Regions from separate parts of the Hordeum vulgare genome. Here all the other regions are linked to region 1. A link is a contact called in public Hi-C data. All regions are on one chromosome and are shown on one strand. The core of a region is the stretch at or near the end of the contact, and the rest is flanking DNA. Distances in the headings are between cores, read along the strand shown. Region 1 holds the start of LOC123403010 (serine protease SPPA, chloroplastic). Region 2 has its middle 95 kb from the start of LOC123405655. Region 3 holds the start of LOC123400987 (ASC1-like protein 2).

What was found. A called contact is a pair of places that touch in the nucleus more often than the background predicts.
Region 2: a Hi-C map of leaf shows a contact between it and region 1, with 3 times the contacts expected there. The contact joins the enhancer-like site here to the promoter of LOC123403010 in region 1. A contact is called at or near these places in 2 of 6 Hi-C or Micro-C datasets (leaf and seedling).
Region 3: a contact with region 1 is called in a Hi-C map of seedling, with 7 times the contacts expected there. The contact joins the promoter of LOC123400987 here to the promoter of LOC123403010 in region 1. A contact is called at or near these places in 3 of 6 Hi-C or Micro-C datasets (leaf and seedling).

What each region holds. Positions count from the first base shown.
Region 1 is chr6H:487,937,936-487,940,635 of MorexV3_pseudomolecules_assembly, forward strand. It overlaps LOC123403010 (serine protease SPPA, chloroplastic), which reads right to left and starts at 1,318. Exons shown (of 12, transcript XM_045096987.1): 1 at 878-1,318; 2 at 340-523; 3 at 116-253. The coding sequence starts at 1,225.
Region 2 is chr6H:487,616,585-487,619,284 of MorexV3_pseudomolecules_assembly, forward strand. No RefSeq gene overlaps it. Among protein-coding and RNA genes, the nearest start is that of LOC123405655, 95 kb to the left of the region's middle. Within about 2 kb of position 1,262, at least 1 of the 3 cell types and tissues checked has open chromatin away from gene starts, as enhancers often do. A contact at or near this core is called in leaf, where this site is marked.
Region 3 is chr6H:488,394,207-488,396,906 of MorexV3_pseudomolecules_assembly, forward strand. LOC123400987 (ASC1-like protein 2) reads left to right here and starts at 1,343. Exons shown (of 6, transcript XM_045094704.1): 1 at 1,343-1,752; 2 at 2,313-2,542; 3 at 2,627-2,700. The coding sequence starts at 1,627.

The sequences.
Region 1 (2,700 bases), core at 68-2,567:
ATAACAAGTGTAATTTTGGAACAGGTTTGGGGATCAGCAGAAAATAACGCTTCTAGATCATGGTGCACTTGACCAATAACCAGAGGTATTATGTTATCGCCGTACATGCAGTTACCTCTGAGAAATGTCTGCTGAATGGTTAGACCATACAAAGCAACATAAGCACTTGGCGGTGCATACAGCTCAGCACATGCACTAGCAAGGTAGTATTCTTTCTCCCCTCCGACAGGCATGTAACCGACAACAAATTTACCTACAAAAATATCCAACACTTTGTCATAGTATGACATACATGAACATAAAGGTGATACACCAAATTCAGCAGAAGCTTGTGATTACCAGATTTCTTGAAATCCACAATGTGCCTTCTGATTTCCTCCGCCTTTCCCCATCCACAGCTCAACGGCTCTATGTGCAGATAAATCCCTGATATCCGCGGGTCATACGCTGCCTTCTCAAAATTCTCGCAGATTTGCGGCAGTGAGAGCCCTGACGAGAAGCGGGTCTTCAACTGATCGGATATCTGCAACCACGGAAACACACCATCAAAATCCAAACCCACACAATACAGTATCAAGACTAACAAATGTTCAAACAAAGCCCAAACATGTCTAGATTACAAAATGACCAAATACAGTGGCAGGTGCGTATGAGCGAACGGAACACACGCCAATCCACCCACCCACGCAAGCATACGCACACGCACACGCACACGGCGTGTGCCAGGATCTGCAACAGCAGAAGTAAACTGGCCACAATACAAACAGCACTGTACCAGGGCATCTGCTAAGATGATTAGGCTCTCCCATGATGCACGAAATGGAGAAGGGTAGCAAAATCAGCAAGTGCGCGGTGCCGAAGAGCAGGAGCAGCGCACCTCGCCCCGAAGCGTCATGGTGAGGACGCTGCCCTTGCGGACGCGCTTCCACGGCGGGGCGACGAGCATCTTGAGCTTGACCGCGAGCTGGGTGCCCCAGCCGAGCTCCTCCACCACGAACGCCGGCGCCGTGGGCAGCGGCTCCTGGGCCTCGCCCGCGGCCAGAGGCGCCTCCTCCCCCTGCTTGGTGGCCCCCGAGGACGACTCGACGGCGCGGACGGGCACGCGGAGGGGCGACGGGAGGTGGCGGCGGGCGAGGCGGGGGAAGGACGCCGAGCGGGAGGAGACAGCGGCGGAGAGGCTGGACCGGTGGTAAGGCGCCGAGCGGAGCACGAGCAGCCTCGCCATTGCTCCCGAAGCTTCGGGGAGGAAGGAAGGGCGGGATGGAAGAGCCGCGCCCGTGGTCGCGGCGTCGGGGGATGGGTGGAGTGGTGGGAGGGAATGGAAGCGGGCGGGGGACGGAGCGGGGAGATGGCGCTGGCTGGGGGGGTCCAGAGATCGTGGGGTCGGGAGCGGAGCGGAGGAGGTGGCCGGCTCGGGGCGATAGGTGTGGGGCGGTTCACTTGGCGCCACGTTGGGCGCGTGAGGTGAAAGTATGGGCGCTTTTCTGAGCTCTCTGTTGAAAATATCTCGACGAAGGCTCGGTTGGAATTTCTTCAGCTTTTTCTTCGGTTCTTCCTTTTCTTCAAACAAAACTTGTACTTCCTCCGTTTCTGAATATATGTTTTTAAAAAAAATTATTATAAAACTACATACAGATGTATATGGACATACTTTAGAGTGTAGATTCATTCATTTTGCTTCATATGTAGTCTTATAGTAAAAAATTTAAAAAGACTTATATTTAGAAACAGGGAGAGTATTTTTTTAAATGGAAAAGCTTTAATCCATTACACATTCGGTCCACCTAAATCGCTAGCAATCGCATCAGCCACATACACACTTCTTGTTCAACCAAACTCGCGCCAAACGACGCTAATTTATGAGCAGCTACATTACATGACTTAGGACACCACATGATGAAAAAAGACTGAAAATAATACAAAAATTTATATTTTGCTTCACAGAACAGACCGTCATAGACTAAATTGTCATAGTCATCGCCAGTGACATCTTGTTTCACCACCAGTGCATCTGTTTCAAAAATAACATTCCTGCATCTCAGCTCGCTTGCTCTCTCAACAGCATGCAACAGGGCTATTGTTTCTTCTTGAATTGCCTCAGATAGTCTGCACAGTCTCCCTGCTCCTGCTGCTTCTACTCCTCCTTCAAAGTTTCTGATGATGAAACCCCATCCTCCCGTCCATGTCTCCTTTGTGAAAGTTGCATCTATATTGATCTTGAGATAGTTTTCCTCCGGAGGTTTCCAACAACTATCCTTGGGTGTTATTGTTTAAGTGCATTTCCTCTTATATAGCTCATTGTATTCACTTTCGTGAATTTCCAGAGATTCTATGATTTCATTCGTGCTTCTTATTGCCTCCCCTTTATTAGCTTTGTTTCTCTCATGCCACCAAAGCCACATAAGAATGCTTACTCGTGCACCCTTTTGCCGATCAAGTTTATATATTTGAATAAGCACATCTTTCGGACTACAACAATCACGAAGATTTTGTCGTATGTCTTCCGTTTGAGCCGTTCTACAGATTTGCTTTACTGATTTACATTTGAAAAAATGTGCCCACCATCCTCATAAGTACTAAACATATCGGGCACCGTCGATCAACTTTAACTCCTCGTCGAATTAGTTTTTGTCCCATCGGAAGACTGTTCCTCGCCATTCTCCATAAGAAGTGCAGTATTTTAGCTCGTAGAGGGAGCCT
Region 2 (2,700 bases), core at 12-2,511, 320 kb before region 1:
CATACCGATTCAAATGAACAAAAGATGAATAAAGGGCACGTCCATTTAAGTCGCGAGATTGAAGTTTGCTGCCCACACAATGTTAAAGCCGTTGTAAAGGGTAATCAGTCCTGGACCACGAAATACATTTAACATTTCCAAGCGCCGTGTCCCCTTTCCTTTCTCGCAACAAAAGTATAGAGAAAAATGAAAGGGAAGAAACATATCCAGCTTTGCCCCTTTGGGCCCAGTCCACACGTTGCACACGCAGGACGAAACCACACTACTTTAGGATCTAATAACAATCATCGGATTAACTAAAAGCGCACGTTAACTGATCTTCTAATTCTAGAAACCCTTGCATGCCGCGAAGCTCAAGCTTTGGGACGAGACGTATTACTGCAGAAGGTTGCAGTGGCTTTTGATTGTTTGAATGCTATCCAAGATATCAACTCGGGATCTGAAGGAATAACCGGCCCTATTATCAAGGAAATATCTGATGGCAAGAGTGACTTTCAACATATTTTGTTTACCCATGAAGGAAGATTATCCAACATGGAAGCTCACCACTTAGCTAGATATGCTCTGCATTTAGGGGAGGGACGCCATGTGTGGCTACTCGAACCCTTTGATACTACTATTATTCCTCTAATCCGTAATAGTGATCAATAAAGCAGTTTTCACCCCTCAAAAAAAAAAAAAACTAAAAGCGCACGACTATCAGCAATTCAGCATGGATGATCGTCCACAAGCAGAACAGCCAGAGGGAACTCGGTGACGAACGAACGATAAAGCGAAAGCACACAAGGCAAAGCAGAAGGCGATCGGCGGTGAAACCGCGTCTGCTTTATCAGTGACGCGCGCGCGCTCGCTCGGAGACGACGCAGGTGTTGCCGCGTCGACCACGAATTAATCCTCGGTGGGACGAGGCCGCGCGACGACGTACGTACGTACGTGGAACGAGATGTTTTCACCGGAGGAGAGCGTGCGTGTCTCTTCCCCGCTCCACCGTCACATGCGATAACGAGAAACCACAGGTATGTATGTATGGCCGGGTCAGCCTCTCGTGGAGATCCATCTCGAAGGATTCGCCCGGCCGGCGATCGCAATCGCCGAAGATACGAATGGCGGAGGCGCAGGCTGACGCCCGCGTAACAGAATTTTCACTGTCGCCGCGGCCGCGGGCGGCGGCTGACGCGCGGGCCCCGGCGAGTTAGGTCGGGCACGTAGCACAGGGCGAGATCCACCCACTCACCGGCGTCGAACGGATAGGCACGACCACGTACGTACGCGACGAATTGCGGCTGCACGGCACCACCACCACCACCAGCACCACGCGATCGAGCGCACGTAGGAAAAGTTGACGTCGCCGTCGACGTCCCCACGGCCACGGCCGCCGTGCCTCCGTCTCGCTCTCGCACGTACGGGAGCAAAGCGAAGGCAAAGCAAAGCAGGGGGGCCGGCCGGAGAGCGACGGGGCGGCCGCGGGGAGGCCGACAGCTCGCCGGGCGGGCGCGACAGCCGAAAGCGGCGAGGCGGGGCAACGCGACGACGTCGCGACTGACGGGCGCCACTCGTGTCCGCCGGACCTCTCTTTCTCGGCGAGGTAGCGGGCGGGCCGCTGGCTGTCGGCGTCGCCCTTTCGATGCAATTTGGCATTAGCATGCACTAGTGCACGCGCATGATTAGCTAATTATGATAATCGCACACTCGCACTGGCTGGTGCGTAACGTACTGCTGCTATGTACTCCCTCCGTTCCTAAATATAAGTCTTTTAAGCGATTTCACTAAAAGACTACATACGGAGCAAAATGAGTTAACCTATATTTTAAAGTATGTCTATATACATCCGTATGTAGTCCTCTAGTGAAATCTCTAAAAAAGACTTATATTATGGAACGGAGGGAGTAATACACTTTGCTTAGGCGAGTAAAGCGCCGCTCCTTTGTTTATGCTGTACAACGTAGATACACAACCAGCCACAGCCAGGCGACAAAGCTAGCTAGCTTGCTTGCCTCACGGTACTGGTAGTACAGCTCAAAGGCGAGGCATGCGATCTTGTTTATATCTTCGCTTTCCGGCCGTGCCGGGGTTAGCGAGCGAGTGAGTGAGTTCGGCAGGTGATTTATTCCTCCTTTTTCTTGTGGACCTATCTTGCAATGAGTCGCTGGCATGGGAAAAAAAGAATTCAAAAAAATCATTATCAGACTTGCCTCACGGTACTGGTAGTACAGCTCAAAGGCGAGGCATGCGATCTTGTTTATATCTTCGCTTTCCGGCCGTGCCGGGGTTAGCGAGCGAGTGAGTGAGTTCGGCAGGTGATTTATTCCTCCTTTTTCTTGTGGACCTATCTTGCAATGAGTCGCTGGCATGGGAAAAAAAGAATTCAAAAAAATCATTATCAGAGCCAGGTTTCGATCCTGGGACCTGTGGGTTATGGGCCCACCACGCTTCCGCTGCGCCACTCTGATTTTGTTGTCATGGATTGTTCAGCAAGCTTCTTATTCACACACCTATTGCACCGTTCGTGAGATCACGAGCACTGCGGCCGTACGTGGGGCAGCACGAAGGAACAGAAGGAGAACGGGGGAGGACACCAGAGCGCGCGCGACACGCGCCCGGGCCCCGCCACCCGTGCCCCTCCGCGCCGGCATCCGGTCGTGCACTCGTGCCCGCCCGCGCGTGTGCCTGCCACACCCCCACACCCCACACCATGCCCCC
Region 3 (2,700 bases), core at 93-2,592, 460 kb after region 1:
TCTCAGCAACTAATAAGTGTGCACTTATAGGTTCTGCAAGCTATTTCACGTCCATACACTCAGCAACTTAGGCAACAGAACTAGCGGAGTTTGCAGTTTAAAATGACATAGCTTCAGTTCGTCAGATCCCCAGCAATCTCTCAATATGAAACATTGGCCAGATGTTTTTCTTCCCTTACAACAAAAATAGTCAAATTTCTTCGCGAACAAAAGAAGCAGTTATTACCTTTTTGCCCAGCCGGCGGTCTGAGGGTCATCCTTCCCAGTGGACAGCTCCGAATCAGTGGTCGATAAGGTCAGTGCATCTCCATCGGCATTCGCGACCAACTGGATGCTAAGAGGTGCGTCACCCACATCTCCCATGCTAGAATCAGAAGCTGACCCCGGGATGATTGAATCTCGGTTGCTTGGGGGCGTAAAGTCGCTGGATGCAAGATCCGGCAAGGGGAACCTATGTCAACATCCAGGAGCCCATGAAAACTGTTACCGCAGATGATTCAGACTAGCACACACTAGGAACTAGGAGAAACAAGCATACCTATCAATCGGATCTGTTAGGAACTCCAGCCCATTGCCGCCGTCCTCCTCTCTTGCCATGAGCTATCGTTCTGTTTGAGCGCGCCGCAGATCGATCGAAATGAATTTTTTTTCATGTAGGTCTTAACCTGGGGGGTGGGGGAAGGGGCGATGGGGGTGGTGGGGGGGGCAAATATATCATAGGTGGGACCGTGTACGCATTTATGTTTATCCGTTACTACACAACTGACGTCGATACAAAACGGAACAAATTGCACGAAGTGCACTCCACGTCATGTATATTATGTACCGGCGATACTTTTCGTTTGACCTGAAGGCGGTCGTATATTTATATAGTACGCACGTATACAGCTACAGGTGAGTAGACAACCCGTACGCATTTATAAGAACAGGCCCACAGAACGAGCCTCCGCTATTGGTCCACTTACTAGGAGCGCGCGCCGGTGCTCTATATCGCCGTTCTCATCAGTTGCCATGATTTCTTAACTTATTAGTTGCCATGATTTATTAAATTTTAATTGGACGGAGAAAATATCGTTTGACTTATACATAAATTATGCCCGTTCCCATAAATTTTATTGTGTCCGTATGAATTATGTTTGAATTTGTTTGTATTACGGACGAAACACGCGTATCACTGGACGTCTTCATGGACGAAAGCCACCTGAAGTTTGATTTTCCAACGGAACTTTAGCCCAAGAAAAAGAAGGGGGGGGGGGGGGGGGAGTGAGCGCTCCCCTCAAAGTCCGAGATTCTCCCCTCGAAAGAGGAAAAGTCCAATATTCTAGTAGAACCCCAAAATTCCGGTCAAATTAGAATAGGAGTACTGGTCAGGGAGCCGCCAACCCCAGGAAGCAGAACCCGGCTCAGCCGTTCATCTTGGCTCCGGTCAGGGTCCGACCACCCGTCGCCTTCCGCCGCCGCGCCGGTCACCCAGACCGTCGGGCGCCTCCTCTCGCACCGCGCACCATATACCGGCCTCCGCTCTCCCTCTCCGCCGACCACCCGTCTCGCCTCGAACGAAAAAAAAAGAGGAGACCGCGCGCCGACCACCCAGCGGGCCAGCATCCCGGACGACGAGCCGCCGCGATGGGCGTCCCGCCAATCGACTGGGAGGCGGAGAGCCACCCCGCCTACGCCGACTTCGCGGCCCTCCCCTTCTTCGCCGCCTTCTTCCTCTCCGTCCGCTTCCTCCTCGACCGCTTCGCATTCGAGGTTGTGACAGCGCACACGGTTTCCCCCCGCCCCGCTAAGTTTCGAATCATTTCCGTTGTTGTCTGCCTCCCGTGATCCATCACCTAGGTGATGCTCGAGTCATTTGATTTTCGAAAAATAAAATAAAATGCTCGAGTCATTTTGTTACTGGCAGTACAAGTGGTGGTTTCTGAAGCGAATGGGGTGCCGGCGATGAATTCTCGCGGTAATTGTTTGCTATAAATCTGTGATCAGCTGCTAGCATGGTCATGATCAACTCGGTGTTTTTAGAACGAAGAAATGCTGTCATGACAGTGAAAATGTTAATGACTGCGTTTTATCATTTCGGTAAAATAATCCGAGTCGAGGAGATGGGGGTTCGTAAGGGGATGCATCAGTTTCTGCTTGCACACATTCCTGCACCTGGCCACTTAATTGTGCAAACAAACCTGAGCACTATCACCTTTGAGTTATTTGGCATCTTCCTCTATGAGCTAATCCATTTTCAGGAAAAAATGCGGGCTCATCATAGTAGACGAAACCCATGAGCTAATTATCACCTGTATTGATTTTGTGTATAGCGGCTAGCCAGGCGTCTGATTTTCGGGAAGTGGGATGCGAGGCTTGGCTCCGAGACAGATGCAGAGAGGATAAAGATCAGGAAGTTTAAGGAATCCGCCTGGAAAGGCGTTTATTTCCTTTCTGCGGAATTTCTGGCATTAGCTGTGACATACAACGAGCCATGGTTCACCAGCACAATGAATTTCTGGGTTGGACCAGGAGACCAAATTTGGCCAGATCAAACAATGAAGTAATATAAACTTCAGTTTCCCCATGTTTATTGGAATGTTCTTTTTTGGTACCAAATTATTAATAAATTCATTTCTGTCTCCAGGTTTAAATTAAAGGGGGTTTACATGTATGCTGCTGGTTTTTATATGTACTCAATAATTGCCCTTCTCTTTTGGG